Linked DNA regions of Capra hircus: region 1 is linked to region 2. Evidence: chromatin contacts called from public Hi-C data. All regions are on one chromosome and are shown on one strand. The core of a region is the stretch at or near the end of the contact, and the rest is flanking DNA. Distances in the headings are between cores, read along the strand shown. Region 1 holds the start of HK1 (hexokinase-1). Region 2 overlaps TACR2 (substance-K receptor).

The links. Hi-C and Micro-C count contacts between places; a contact is called where the count stands out from the background.
Region 1: a Hi-C map of blood shows a contact between it and region 2, with 2.8 times the contacts expected there. The contact joins the promoter of HK1 here to the enhancer-like site in region 2. A contact is called at or near these places in 2 of 5 Hi-C or Micro-C datasets (both in blood).

The regions. Positions count from the first base shown.
Region 1 is chr28:19,974,488-19,977,187 of ARS1.2, reverse strand. HK1 (hexokinase-1) reads left to right here and starts at 1,257. Exons shown (of 18, transcript XM_018042326.1): 1 at 1,257-1,492. The coding sequence starts at 1,430.
Region 2 is chr28:19,895,901-19,898,600 of ARS1.2, reverse strand. It overlaps TACR2 (substance-K receptor), which reads right to left. Exons shown (of 5, transcript XM_005699135.3): 3 at 1,437-1,590; 4 at 634-830. Among named protein-coding and RNA genes, the nearest start is that of TACR2, 6.5 kb to the right of the region's middle. Within about 2 kb of position 1,365, at least 1 of the 5 cell types and tissues checked has an H3K27ac peak or open chromatin away from gene starts, as enhancers often do.

The DNA of each region.
Region 1 (2,700 bases), core at 8-2,507, 79 kb before region 2:
CCATCTCTGCTGCCTTGGTTCCAGTACCATGGCCTGTTTAGGCAGAGCGGCTACCTACCACTGGGAGGACATAAAACCCAGGGGTGAGCACTGGTTTGAAAACACACAGACTCAAAGTCTAATCCTAGATCGACAGCTTTCTGGTTGTATAAGTAGGACACATGGCCTCAGTGAGCCCCCACTTGCTTACCCGATGAATCAGTAACCACTTCTTTGTATTTGGAGTTCAGTTCACGTCCTCTCGTAAGGCAGTAAAGCGCCTGGTGGTGTCTGGCACACAGAAGCAATTAATCTAAGAATCCTATGGCTGCCATCAGTACTAGCAGCAGCATAAACACCTCTGATTCCGCACCTCCCTTCCGTATTTTAGAACTGAATAGTTTTCCGGGGATTCCTCCCAACCCAGCTAACTTCCTCCAGGATGTGAAAAAGGCGGCATCTAAGAGGGGCGCCTAAACTGTCCCCCAAACTCCACTGAGCCTGGGCCTGGGCGCTTGGGAGCCCAGGGGTTGGGGCCAGTGCCCGCAGCTCAAGTCCCGCCCAGCGGCGTGCGGCGTGCGCCCTTGGGGAAGACGGCTCAAAGAACCGGTGACTCAGGGACGGACGCTGTGGGGCGTCGCTCTTGGTTTAGCAATACAAATCCTCCAGCCGGAGGATCAGGCCTGGAGGAGCTGCAGCACGGGCGGGCCAGGGTGGAGTGGGGTGATGCCCCGTCGGTGAGGACCCCTTGGGCCCGCGAGAGCTGGCAGGCGTGGGGCCCCAGGGCGAGGACAGCCAAGCCTCCCAAGCCTCTCGCATTCGCCGCCACAGGCCCCGCTCGCTTTTCAAGGCCACTTCTTCGAGTCCCCTTAGGGCGTCTCCCCTTCCTTGGAACTAACAGGGGCTAACCCTAATTTCCGAGAAGGGGGACTGCGTCCCCGCCCCCCGCCTGCCCAGTTCCCCAGCCAGCCGGGCCGGGCGATGCCGCCTCCCCGCCTGCGCCCCGCCCAAGCAGGGCGCCGCCACGCGTGGCGGTGCGCGCGCGACAAAGCCTCCCGCCCCTGCGCCGGCTCCCTACGTGGGGGACGTGCCGGGAGATGCCTGGCCGTGGGGGATTTCGCAGCGTCGCCCGCCCTCTTTCAGACGCTGGGAGGAGCGGCCACCGCGCCCCCCAGGTCCTGGCCCGCCCGCCGCCGCCCGGCGCAGCCGAGGCGCGCGGCAGCCAATGGGCGCCGAGGAGGTGGGCCGGCTGGCGACTGTCACCCTCGCGCGGACGGGAGCGCGCAGACGGGGAGCGCGTGAGCCGGCGCCGCGCTCCGGGTGGTGGGGGAGGAGCCGCGGGAGGAGGAGGAGGAGCCGCGGAGCAGCCGCCAGAGGACCACTGATCGCCCGGGCTGCGGAGGACAGACGCCGGCCGCCCGCCTGTCGCCCCGAGCCCCCGACCGCCAGCATGATCGCCGCGCAGCTCCTAGCTTATTACTTCACCGAACTGAAGGATGACCAAGTCAAAAAGGTGAGCCGGGGCCGCTGCCGCCGCCCGGCGCTCTGCCCGCAGCCTTGCATTCCGGCATCCGCTCGCCGCCGCAGCCGCCTCCATCCTCCCGCGCCCAGCCTCCCTCAGGCCAGCATTGGTTGGATTGTCGGGCGGTGGGGAAGTCTTCGCCTTTCGATTCTTCCTGGGGCCGTCTGTGTATGTGTTGAGGAAAGACCCTCGAGACTGGGCTCCCTGCTGCAGTGTCCTTGAAACGGGCTGTGGAAGTCAAATGGGCCCCCGGGCCATGCGGGGAGGTGGCCATGTGGGGACTGGTGGGCTGGTCCGTAGGGCCTGTTTGGTACGGTCCTAGCGCCGTGGGCGGAGTGATCACAGAGATGCTGGGGAGGTGAGTGCGCGGCAGGCGGGGGTGCTGGCTGGAGGCCAGGCATCCCATATTTGGGGTTCCTGGTGGAGGGCGTCAGGGGTCCGGGAAAACTGTCACCCCAAGCTCTCCCAGCTATTGCGGCTGCTCCCTTAATCTGAGGACCGAACGACCCGCATGGTTTCCTGAAACAGGGAGGGGCGCGGAGGCCACCGGAAACTTTGCTCATAGACCTCAGGTCTGGAGCGGTACGTCTGAATGGAATTTTTTTTTTAATCCCTCTACGTGACCGCTCTCTTAAGCTGTAATTTCCCACCAGCCCAAGGGAGCTCAAATAAGAGACTGCTCTTTTGAGTCGGATGGAGGTCTTGACTTGTATGCTTGTGGCGTGTGTGTTCTTGCACAAGGACACATCTCCCTTCCCTGACTTCTAACATAACAAACTGTCAGCTGGCAGGTGTGAAAGGTGTATCTCTCCCTTCTACCAGCTTTGGCACCAAGTTTTTAAGAAACAGCCTAAACTGTAGGGAAAGACGCCCATTTTATCATTGCCGAGCCTGGCAGATGCTCCTGACCCACACCCAAAGTGAGTGACATTGCTGGGATAAAGTGGGCTGGAGAGCAAAGTCAACCTGACTTTGGAGTTCCAACAAGGGAGCGCTACCTACAGGTGAGAGGCAGGAGCCATAGAGCTGTAGCCACCGGAAGTTCAATGCTCTTCTCTTCCTAATCACCCGGGACAGCCCCCGCCTCTGGCACAAGAGGAAACAGGCCTGCTCAGGGTAGTGAGGTCACCTCATCAAGGTCACCCGAGGAGTTAGGGGGAAAGCCAGGGTGTGACCCACGTTTCTGCCTCTCTCCACTA
Region 2 (2,700 bases), core at 116-2,615:
TTTCCCCTCCAGCCGCGGCCCCAGCCCTCAGGCTGAGTGCTTCATTTGCTGTGGCTGGCACTGTTCTCGCCTACAGACAGTCCTCAGTGCCTCCTCAATGTAGAAAGCTCTTAAAAACATCAGTACCTCCCTCCTTCTTGTTGTTGTTTCTTTTGTCTTTATTGAATTTCTTACAATATTGCTTTATATTTTGTGGGTTTTTTTTGGCTGATAGGCACGTGTGATCTTAGCTCCCCAACCAGGGATCAAACCCACAACCCCTGCATTGGCAGGCAAAGTCTTAACCACCGGACCACTAGGGAAGTAGCCAAGTCCCTCCCTCCTTTACCTGGCTCCTTCCTTCCTCCCTCTCTGGCTGTCCTTCTGCCTCTCTGCCCCTCCCTCCATCTCTCTGTCCCTCCCTTCTCTCTTCTCCTTGTCCCAGGTGCAGCCCCCGGAAGAAAGAGCAGGAGCAGGCGGACCTGAAAGCTGTGGCCTGGGCATCGGGCAGAGCTTTGGGGAGGGGGTGGGGCTCCAGCGAGGATTATGCTGGGGGATCCCTGTGAGGATGGCAATCCCATGGGGGTGGGTGGCGCTGTGCAGGGGGGTCCGGATGGAGCCAGGCTGAGGAGAGGGGCTGGGGGGGGGGCTCACCTGTGGTTGAGGCAGCAGTAGATGATGGGATTGTACATGGTGGAGCTCATGGCCAGCCAGAAGAGCGCCAGGTAGACCTGCTGGATGAACTTGCGGCAGTAGATGTCCTCCTGGAAGGTGCCCAGGATGAAGTAGAGGTGGTAGGGCAGCCAGCAGATGGCAAACGTCACCACCACCAGCACCATGGTCTTCACGAACTGGGCCAGGAGACACTCCGGTCACTCCGCAGCCCGGATGCCCCAAGACCCACCAGTCTTCCTGAGGGTGAGGGTGGGGCACCCCTCATGCCAGCCTGAGAAGCCCTCAATAATCAGGTCCCCCAGAACACCTGCTACCCAGGCACTCCTGGGCCCTCTACCTGAGGGCTTTTGCTCAGGCTGGTCTCTAGGCTCACACTGCTGTCTTTCCTTCTTAGTCCTCACTCCTCAAAGCCCAGTTCAATGCCTCCTTCTCTAAAAGGCATCCTGGATCCTTCTTTGAGCAAAGCAGTTCCCTTCCCTGGAGAGTGGATGAGCTCTCGCTCCTAACCCCATCCTTTGGAGAGACCCTGCCAGCTATGGGTCCGCAAGACCCCCACTCGCTGCAATCTGTGTCTGTCACAACCCAAAGACCAAAGGCAAGTCGGCCGGCCTGGGGAAGCAGGAATGAAGGCTCTGGCCAGAAACTTGGGACAAACGCAAGGTACAGGCAGAGTCTACCCTCCGCGGCGCCCTTTCGCCGGTGGGCCCGGAATGGCCGATGCCGAGGCGTGGCCAAACTTCCGGCCCCGCCCTGACCCCGCCCCCTCCGCCCCCGGAGTTCACCTTCTTCTTGGCCTGCAGGTGGCGCAAGTTGGCACCATGAGCCTGGTGCCCAGGGACAGAGCGTCTCCAGAGCGTGAGTCCGATGACACTGTAGGCGACGAACATCACCACGAGAGGCAGGAAGTAAATGAGGGCGATCACTACGAGATGGTACCTGGAGGGAGAGTCAAGGGCCTGGGCACTTGGCGACTGCCAGAGCTCAGTCCCCAGGACCTTGCAGTGCCCCTGAGTTTTCCTGACAGGCCACCCCGGGGGCCGCCTCCCAAGACCTTGGTTTAATTTTTTTTTTTTTTAAGGCAAACCGACTAGCATATGTGCCCAGTGAGGGCTTCCCCTGCCGCAAAATGGACACCAGTGTAAGCTCTGAGTCCTTCCAAGTGGCAGAGAAGTTATCAAACGAGGAAATAAATAGGAATGAAAGAGTTAACCAATAAATTTGTTTAAAATTTATAATGACATTAAGCACAAGTGAAAGTGGCTCAGTCGTGTCTGACTCTTTGCGACCGCACGGACTGTATAGTCCATGGAATTCTCTAGGCCAGAATACTGGAGTGGGTAGCCTTTCCCGTCTCCAGGGGATCTTCCCAACTCAGGAATCGAACTGGGGTCTCCTGCATTGCAGGCAGATTCTTCACCAGCTGAGCTATCAGGGAAGCCCCATTAAGCACAAAAGAGGAAGTAAAATTACATATCCCACCCCTACCACTATTAACGATTTGGAATGCTTTCTTCCAGAATCATGCATTATATGTGTGTATATACACATGTATTAGATACATTATGTATATCATCTATATCTGCATCTGTCTGTCTAAATAGATTTCCGGGAGTTGATGTGTTTCTATCCTGCACCAGCATCCCTACCAGGGAATGGGGCAGTGAAGATGGGCCACACTGTTCAAGCTGTCGGATCACCTCTTCCTGACTGTGAGCATTGTTGGGAACACGGCTCACATCAGCAGACACACTTTCTGCTGTGAGCAAGTGGCCTGGAACACCACTGATGGTGCTCATCCAGTCCCCATGGCGGACACCCAGGGCTGTGCTGAGGCCCTTTTATTTCCTTTGGGGTAAAGGACATGCATGCTGCCCCTTCTGGTTTCTGAGTGGTGCTGCAGTCACGCTCCAACAAGACCCAGGCAGGAGCATTTGGTGGATGGACCCAAGACCCCTGGCCCCATGTGACCTTCTTCTAGGAAAACTGAGGTGTTCCCAAGCCACTTCTCTCCTCCACGTGTGCCAGCCTTTCTGGGCCCCTTTCAAG